Linked DNA regions of Xenopus laevis: region 1 is linked to region 2. The links are chromatin contacts, called in public Hi-C maps. All regions are on one chromosome and are shown on one strand. The core of a region is the stretch at or near the end of the contact, and the rest is flanking DNA. Distances in the headings are between cores, read along the strand shown.

The links. A called contact is a pair of places that touch in the nucleus more often than the background predicts.
Region 1: a contact with region 2 is called in a Hi-C map of animal cap, with 5 times the contacts expected there. The contact joins the enhancer-like site here to the promoter of rbm45.L in region 2. A contact is called at or near these places in 2 of 4 Hi-C or Micro-C datasets (the XTC cell line and animal cap).

Annotation. Positions count from the first base shown.
Region 1 is chr9_10L:79,340,700-79,344,228 of Xenopus_laevis_v10.1, forward strand. It overlaps osbpl6.L (oxysterol-binding protein-related protein 6), which reads left to right. Exons shown (of 23, transcript XM_018235945.2): 23 at 1-812. Among protein-coding and RNA genes, the nearest start is that of prkra.L, 21 kb to the right of the region's middle. Within about 2 kb of position 1,517, at least 2 of the 7 cell types and tissues checked have an H3K27ac peak or open chromatin away from gene starts, as enhancers often do. A contact at or near this core is called in animal cap, where this site is marked.
Region 2 is chr9_10L:79,184,137-79,187,909 of Xenopus_laevis_v10.1, forward strand. It overlaps rbm45.L (RNA-binding protein 45), which reads left to right and starts at 1,409. Exons shown (of 10, transcript XM_041575849.1): 1 at 1,409-1,831; 2 at 2,079-2,201; 3 at 2,384-2,510; 4 at 2,742-2,882; 5 at 3,437-3,613. The coding sequence starts at 1,553.

The sequences.
Region 1 (3,529 bases), core at 267-2,766, 160 kb after region 2:
ATTTTATAAGAAATAGGCATGTTATGTTAGTATATATCCCAAGCACTATAATGTAGTGGTTCCCATAATGTGTAGCTGCCACCCCTGGGGTAAAGCAGAGCAGAGAGCAGGCCCAGCCTACAAGGCAATCGGAATACAATTTAAGATAAATGCATATTTACTGACCTAACCTTGACATAGGCTAATGGGTCCTCCCTCCAAATACTGTATCCAAAAGGAGGGCTTCAACCCAAAAATTCTAAAAACATATTCTTTAATATATGTGTACGTGTGTTTATGAAAGACCTTTTCTATATGTATATAAAAATAGGTGGCACATTGGTGAGCATTACTGCCTTAATGCCTTGGGTTTTATTCTGACCAGGGCACTATTTATGTGGTGACTGTATTTTCTACCAATGTTTGCACGAGTTCCCCGCTCCCTATAGTCCAAAAGTATTCTGGTGCTTTAATTGGCTTTTAATGAAACCAACCATAGGGTGTGCATGTGGCAGGGAAATATAATAAGTTTCACTAAACAGAGACTGATGGTAGTGAAAACATCTTCTGTGTTAATCACTGCATAATATGTTAGTGCTAAGAATTAGAAACTGGCATTCATCTTTTATCAGACGTATCCTTAGCTCTCTACCATTTAGGAAATATATTAACATAAACACAACAAACGAGGGACTATACAGCCTTTGTTGAACACTCAGACGCTATACAATGGTTGACAGAATAATGTGATATAAATTGGGTAGATTAGAAACTGTGTGCAAAAATGCATGGCCTGCTACATTAATAAATGAATAAATAAATAAATAAAAATTGATCATTTCCTTAAATTAAACTGATTCTAAAATCTCTAAACAGTACAGTTTGCTATTGGTGTATGAGGGCTGCAGCATATTGGCATTGGATTAAACTACTGTATATGGCATGGAGTGAAGTGGAGATAGTAATAAACCACTCTAAAGACACACAGGGGAAGCAGGAGACACTTGAGCTGATATTTCTTAAACGGTGCAACATTTTTAGTAGCGAAATGAATTGCAGACAGGGGCAGAACTACAGACCCTGCAGCTGCAGGGGGCCCCAGGAGGTATAGGGCCCCATTAGGCTTTAATTCTTATATCATTTAAATATTGATAAAACGGGTCAACCCCTAGACATTTTTGGGGCCTGAAAAAGAATTTGCCATGGGGCCCAGTAATATCTCGTTCTGATTGCAGATACATTTATGTATGTGTGGGGAACACAAATTTATTTTGTTAATCGTATCAACTGCATAAAATGTATGTGGCACTGCTGACCCAAGAAACAATTACACACAAACCAACTGAAGCTGTTGCCAGATTTGTCATGAAGCATAAAATGTATGCAATTGGGTATTCTCCATAGAGCAGGATCGCAATCAGAGGTTAATTAATCCCTGATTGGTCGGCTTGTCCAAAGACATATTAGGGCTCATTTACAATGTCCCATGCGGTGTGCAACAAAAAGCAGCAATCAGCCATTTTTTAGAACTATGTGCTACTAGCCACAGGGCCTCTGTGCTCTGTTTTGGATCACACAGACCTGCATCTCCCTTCACTAATACAGCTGTGACTGTGTTATTCAGAACGGTATTAGTAAAGGTCATTGGGGGAGGCATGTCGGCCAGGTAAAGACATTGTTTCATCCGTCGCTCAGTGCAGAGAGCAGCAGAACAGGGGACGAGTGCTTCCCAAATAAGCACAAGCCCTTTAGTGCTCTTGCACTTGCACCTCCATATTGAAACTTTCCTTAGAGGGTAGAAATGCTCTGTCCATCACAGAATATCAATACTTTCCATGCTAAGCCTGAAGAAGAATATGCCTGTTTTTGAGCATAATGAAAGAAAACATAAATAGAATGAATTTTCCACTATGCGTTAATTTAAAATAAATTTAAAGTTAATGTCATTGCTTCTACAAGCAGTGTTTGCCCATTTCTGCACTGCTGGTTCTACCAGTTCTCCTCCAGCCAAGACATCAGTTCCACTTGACATAACACCCTACTCAAGTCTTTATAATAGGTCATGCTAGCTTGTATTCTTATATTACATTCATGTTTGTTTTTACATTGAACTGTTTATTTGCTGTTAGTTTACTAGTAGTTTTGTGCGGTGCTATTGCGCAAAGGGCCACTATTTGCAGTTTCATGTCCCCCCCTCCAATCATAGGGGCCTAATTATGAAGCAGTTTATAAACAGTCATTAATACTAGGCACCACAGCATGAAATCCACCGTATTCATAAAGCAGTGTAATGAAGTCTTGCAAATGACTAGCAGAATAGGAATGTCAATCATCACCACTTATTACACAGCTTCTTCTTCCATTGCCAAAATGTCCTCTTCACCTGAACTTGCCCATTCGCATTGTGTAAGTTAAATGAGGTGGTGTAAAATAATGGTGTGACTTTTGGCCTCTGGGTGGCATAAAATACACTTTTATAAGCAGTGCAACTAACTTTCTGTAATGTTAATTGTTACATAAGGAGTAATGCAGGGCTTTAGACATGAGCCCTCTATGTTACAAAAATGGCAAAAGTAACACATTTATAAATAGGCAGAAAAATTCCCCCAGAAGCTCTTCCTTTTTCTCTGTGAGTGAGAATGCCACTGTGTAAACTATATGGCCAAAAGTATGTGGACACGGTAACACAAAAAACCCCCGCAGCCCCTCCAGAAGCAATTTTTACTTCGGATTCCTTCGCGAACCTGGCCCTGGTGCAGTCACAACCCCAGTAGTTCCACAACTGCGTGGACACCTGCCAAATCTCAAGGGTACCAAGGTTATTAATATGACTTTGATCCTCTCTTTGCTGCTAAACTCTTCTTTGAATGTTATCCACTAGATTTTGGGCCATTGTTTGTGGGATTTGTTTCCATATAAAAGGAAGGTGAAAACTGATATCGAGGGGTCAGTCCTGGCTCTCATTGACGTTCCAGTTCTTCCCATGGGGGTTTCAGTAGGGGTGAGGTCAGGGCTCTGTGCAGGGCAGTCCAGTTCTTCCATTTCCATCTCTGCAAACCCATTCTGCATGGGCCTTAATTTAGCAGGAGGTTATTAGCCTTCTAAAACAGAAAAGGGCCTTCCCCAAACTGTTGCCATAAACTGGAAAGCTGTGAACTGTCAAGAATGTATGATGTGTCAGCCATAATAGGTGTGACTTAAAGAGCCAATTTCAATCGTTAGAATAGGATTCCACATAATGACCTTGCTCATTGCCTGCCGAATATCCCCTGGCATTTCCATTGATAGGCTGTGGGAATTAAGATTGTTAAAGGTATGTTTTATGAATGGAGGGGAAGATAATGAAGCAGGCAGTGAACAAGGACACTCTATTACAGAAGTTTCCTTGCCGTGACAATATTCTTTCTCACTTCCCCTTTGTTCAGTTTCTTGTCTTTCTTTACTTGGTTTTCTAAATAATGTTTCTCTTATTCCCATTCAAGGCTCTGTTAGAAACCATGACTCAGGGAAGGCCGAGCTGCACACGCAACAAACTCTCATAGCTTTGTGC
Region 2 (3,773 bases), core at 159-2,658:
TTGTAAAACACCTTTGGGACTGAAACTGAATAGTCATGACTAAATAGTACATGATGATTGCATATAGACAAAAGAAAGTATTCAGAAAAAAAGTTCATAAGGTGATGACGAGGCATCATCTCATGATTATAATATGATACTCAGAATGATATTCTGAGACAATTTGCAATTGGTTTCATTTTTTAGTACTGAAGGTTTTTGAGTTATTAAGTTTTTGAGTTATTAAGCTTTTTATTTGCATCTTAACCAATCTGGTAACTAGGGTCCAAATTACCCTAGTAACCATGCAATGATTTGAATAAGAGACTGGAATATGAACAGGAGAGGTCTGAATAGAAGGAGCAGTAATAAAAAGTAACAATGACAATACATTTGAAGCCTTACAGAGCATTTGTTTTTAGAAGGGGTCAGTGACGCCCATTTGAAAGCTGCAAAGAGTCAGAAGAAAAAGGCAAATAACTATAAAACTATAGAAAATAAATAATGACAATCAATTGAAAAGTTGCTTAGAATTGGTTGTTCAATACAAATGTTTTCACCTTCCCACCCCATAATTTGCATATGCAAATTAGGGTTCGGATTCAGCCGAATCTTTTGCAAAGGATTCAGGGGGTTTGGCTGAATCCAAAATAGTGCATTCGGTGCATTCCCATTTTGGAGTTATTTCGTTTTTATTCAGCAGCTCTCCAATTTGCAATTTTAGCAATCTGGTTACTAGGGTCCAAATTACCCTAGCAACCATACACTGATTTTAGTAAGCGAAAGGAAAATGAATAGGAGAGGCCTGAATAGAAAGATAAGTAATAAAAAGTAGCAATATTAGTAAATGTGTAGCCTTATGGAAAATGTGTTTTTAGATGGGGTTAATGACCCCCCACCACCACCATTTGAAAGCTTGAAAGGCTCACAAGGCAAATAATGCAAAAAAAAAATGAAGACCAATTGAAAAGTTGCTAGCCATTCTATAACATATGAAGTGGTGACTTAAAGGGGAACTACCCCCTTTAATGTCACAACAGTAACCATAGCACGAGATAACTAATTGCTGGGGTCAACAAAGCCTATAATCCCTGTGTCACCCTCTAGCCTACTCAGCTCACCCTATACATCTAATTAATGGGCCCAAAATGGAGGATTATAGCAAATGCGCCCTCAGACGAGTAAAAGTATTCCATTTTAGCTATTTCCCATAAAAAGAACGGACACTAGCAGCAAGCGAGTAAGAGAGAGATGTGTGCTGTTGCTATAAATAATACAGGCTATGGGATGTGTGGCAGATCAGTGGATACATCCATGAATACAACAGGCGATGCATTAACACATGAGCAAATAAACGTCATACGTCATATTTTGTTACTATTAGAATTAACGTACTCTATCCGGATATGGCGTAGCACGATGCTCCTCCGCCTGCAGGGGGCGCTAATAAGGAACAGCCAATGGACATTCTGAGTATCGCTGGGCTTGTGGCGTTGCCGGAAGCTGTGTAAGTAAACACTCGTATTCCAATTGGAGCGCAAACACTTCTCTTGTTATCGCTATTTGGTCAGTCATGGAAGACAGCAGCGGATTCCGCCCCTCGGTGGGCAATTTGGACGACCCCCCGAACAGCAGGGTATTCTTGGTGGTCAGCAAATATGCGACAGAGGACTTGATCAGGGAAAGGTTCTCCGATTTCGGCGAAATCCAGGACATTTGGGTGGTCAAAGACAAGCAGACAAAGGAGTCTAAAGGGATCGCGTTTGTCAAGTACTCCAAGTCTTCGCAGGCTTGTAGGGCAATGGAAGAGATGCACGGCCGGTGCCTTAGTGAGAGCACCAAACCCATAAAGGTAAGCGCTGCAGAGGCAAAGGTGGGGTTTTCTAGGTCCTTGCTATACAGGCTTCTTATATAGACTATACAGAGTGTGTGCACCTGGTGCGGTGTCAGGGGCTTATATGTGCTACAGCTAAACTGGGATAAGCACCGCTTAGCTCAGCTCAAAGTCAGATTTTGACTAAACCCTTATTACTGATTCACATAGCATCTGCTATAGATTATGTGCACTGTAGTAATTCAGAGGCCAAATCCTTGTTTAGGTGTTCATTGCACAGTCAAGAGGTTCTTCAAATCACAGAGATGTTGAAGATGAAGAGCTAACAAGAATTTTTGTAATGATTCCAAAGTCATACACGGAAGAAGATGTAAAGCAAAAATTTAAGGTATATAATCATTCATTCTCACTGTGTTTCTGCTGAATAGACTACCGACACTTTATAGAACAAATCTACCTTTAACAACCAGTTAAGCTAGTCTGTTTGGTGCTCTCCTCATTATCCGTATAAATGTATGTTACTAATGACAGTGTGCTGAGGACTTAATACTGTTTTCAATTGATCTGTAGGAATATGGACACATCGAGTATTGCTTAATTATTAAAAATAAGAGTACCGGTGAAAGTAAGGGTTTGGCATATGTGAGATTCCTGAAGCCCTCTCAGGCTGCTTTGGCTATCGAAAACTGTGACAGAAGTAAGTGCTACTTTATATATTTAATTATTAAAGAAATGCCATGTTTCCCTAAGCTTCAGAATGAGAACGCTGTTAAAAAAAACATCATGCAACCTTCTGTCTTCAATTTATTTTAGCACATTAAATGTGCTAGAATTCTTTTAGGCATTTGCTTAGAAAGGAGCACTGTTTTTGTAGCCAAAATATACTCCTGATGGTAAATTCTATCCCTAATAGTGTGTGTTTTTGTAGGCTTTAAGGCAATTTTGGCTGAGCCTAAGAACAAAGGTGGAAGTGGTGGAGGTGTCACAGAGAACGACTACCACAGCAGCGCAAGGCAAGAAGCATTGATACAGCATGACCACACTGCTGCTGCCACTGTGTTTTCTTATGGTCAGTATTCTCGTTTGGATAATGTGTATGGGTGTTGGCTGGAGGATTCTGGAATATTAGGCCTGATTAGGAAGAGGGAGCGAGGTACTGCAATTACATGGGCACTTAAGCCAGTCATACTAACTGCTTCTTCAAGCCTACTTGCATTGCTCTATATTTTAACTCCGATACAAGTGTAAACACTCATCGTTTAGCTATTACAGTTAGCTTATTCTATTTGAATAATAATGTGAATCATAGTAGACTGGATGCTAAAGTTAAAGGCAACTGGGTCAATTTGGATTTATTGACACCTCAAGGTTTTGTAGTTCCATGGGTAGTGAACAAAATGCTCTAAATCACCCCTCAGTGTTGAACTTAAAATGCCCTGTGGAGTTTCATGTGGGTGATTATCATTGCCTGCATGAAATTGCACTGTGAAAGGAGTAGGAGTAGTAGATTTTAAGCATTTTGACCTCTGAACTGCAAAACACCTGGGTCGACAGAATGCTCTAAATAGGCCCATGTAAAACCGTAAACGTATTAACTTCTTTTTAATGTTTTTTGCTTTACAGAGTATGATTATTCATCTTACGACAAAAATGCAGATGCCAGAACACAGGAGACCATATCCAAGAGGCTCATCGTTGTTTCAAGACTTCCAATGATTCAGGAGCAAGTGCACAATTTATTTGATCTGATTCCTGGTCTTGAATATTGTGAGGTCCAGCGAGATCCATATAACAGCTTTGGTAAAAATTTTATTAGGTTCTTATTGTAATCACATGGTGAAAAGCTGTGGTGTTTGTATGGATGCACCAAATCCACTTTTTGAGATTCGGCCTGATTCTCCATATTTCACAGTTTGGTCTAATCCTGAACCAATTTCTAACCTTAATATTAGGGATGCAC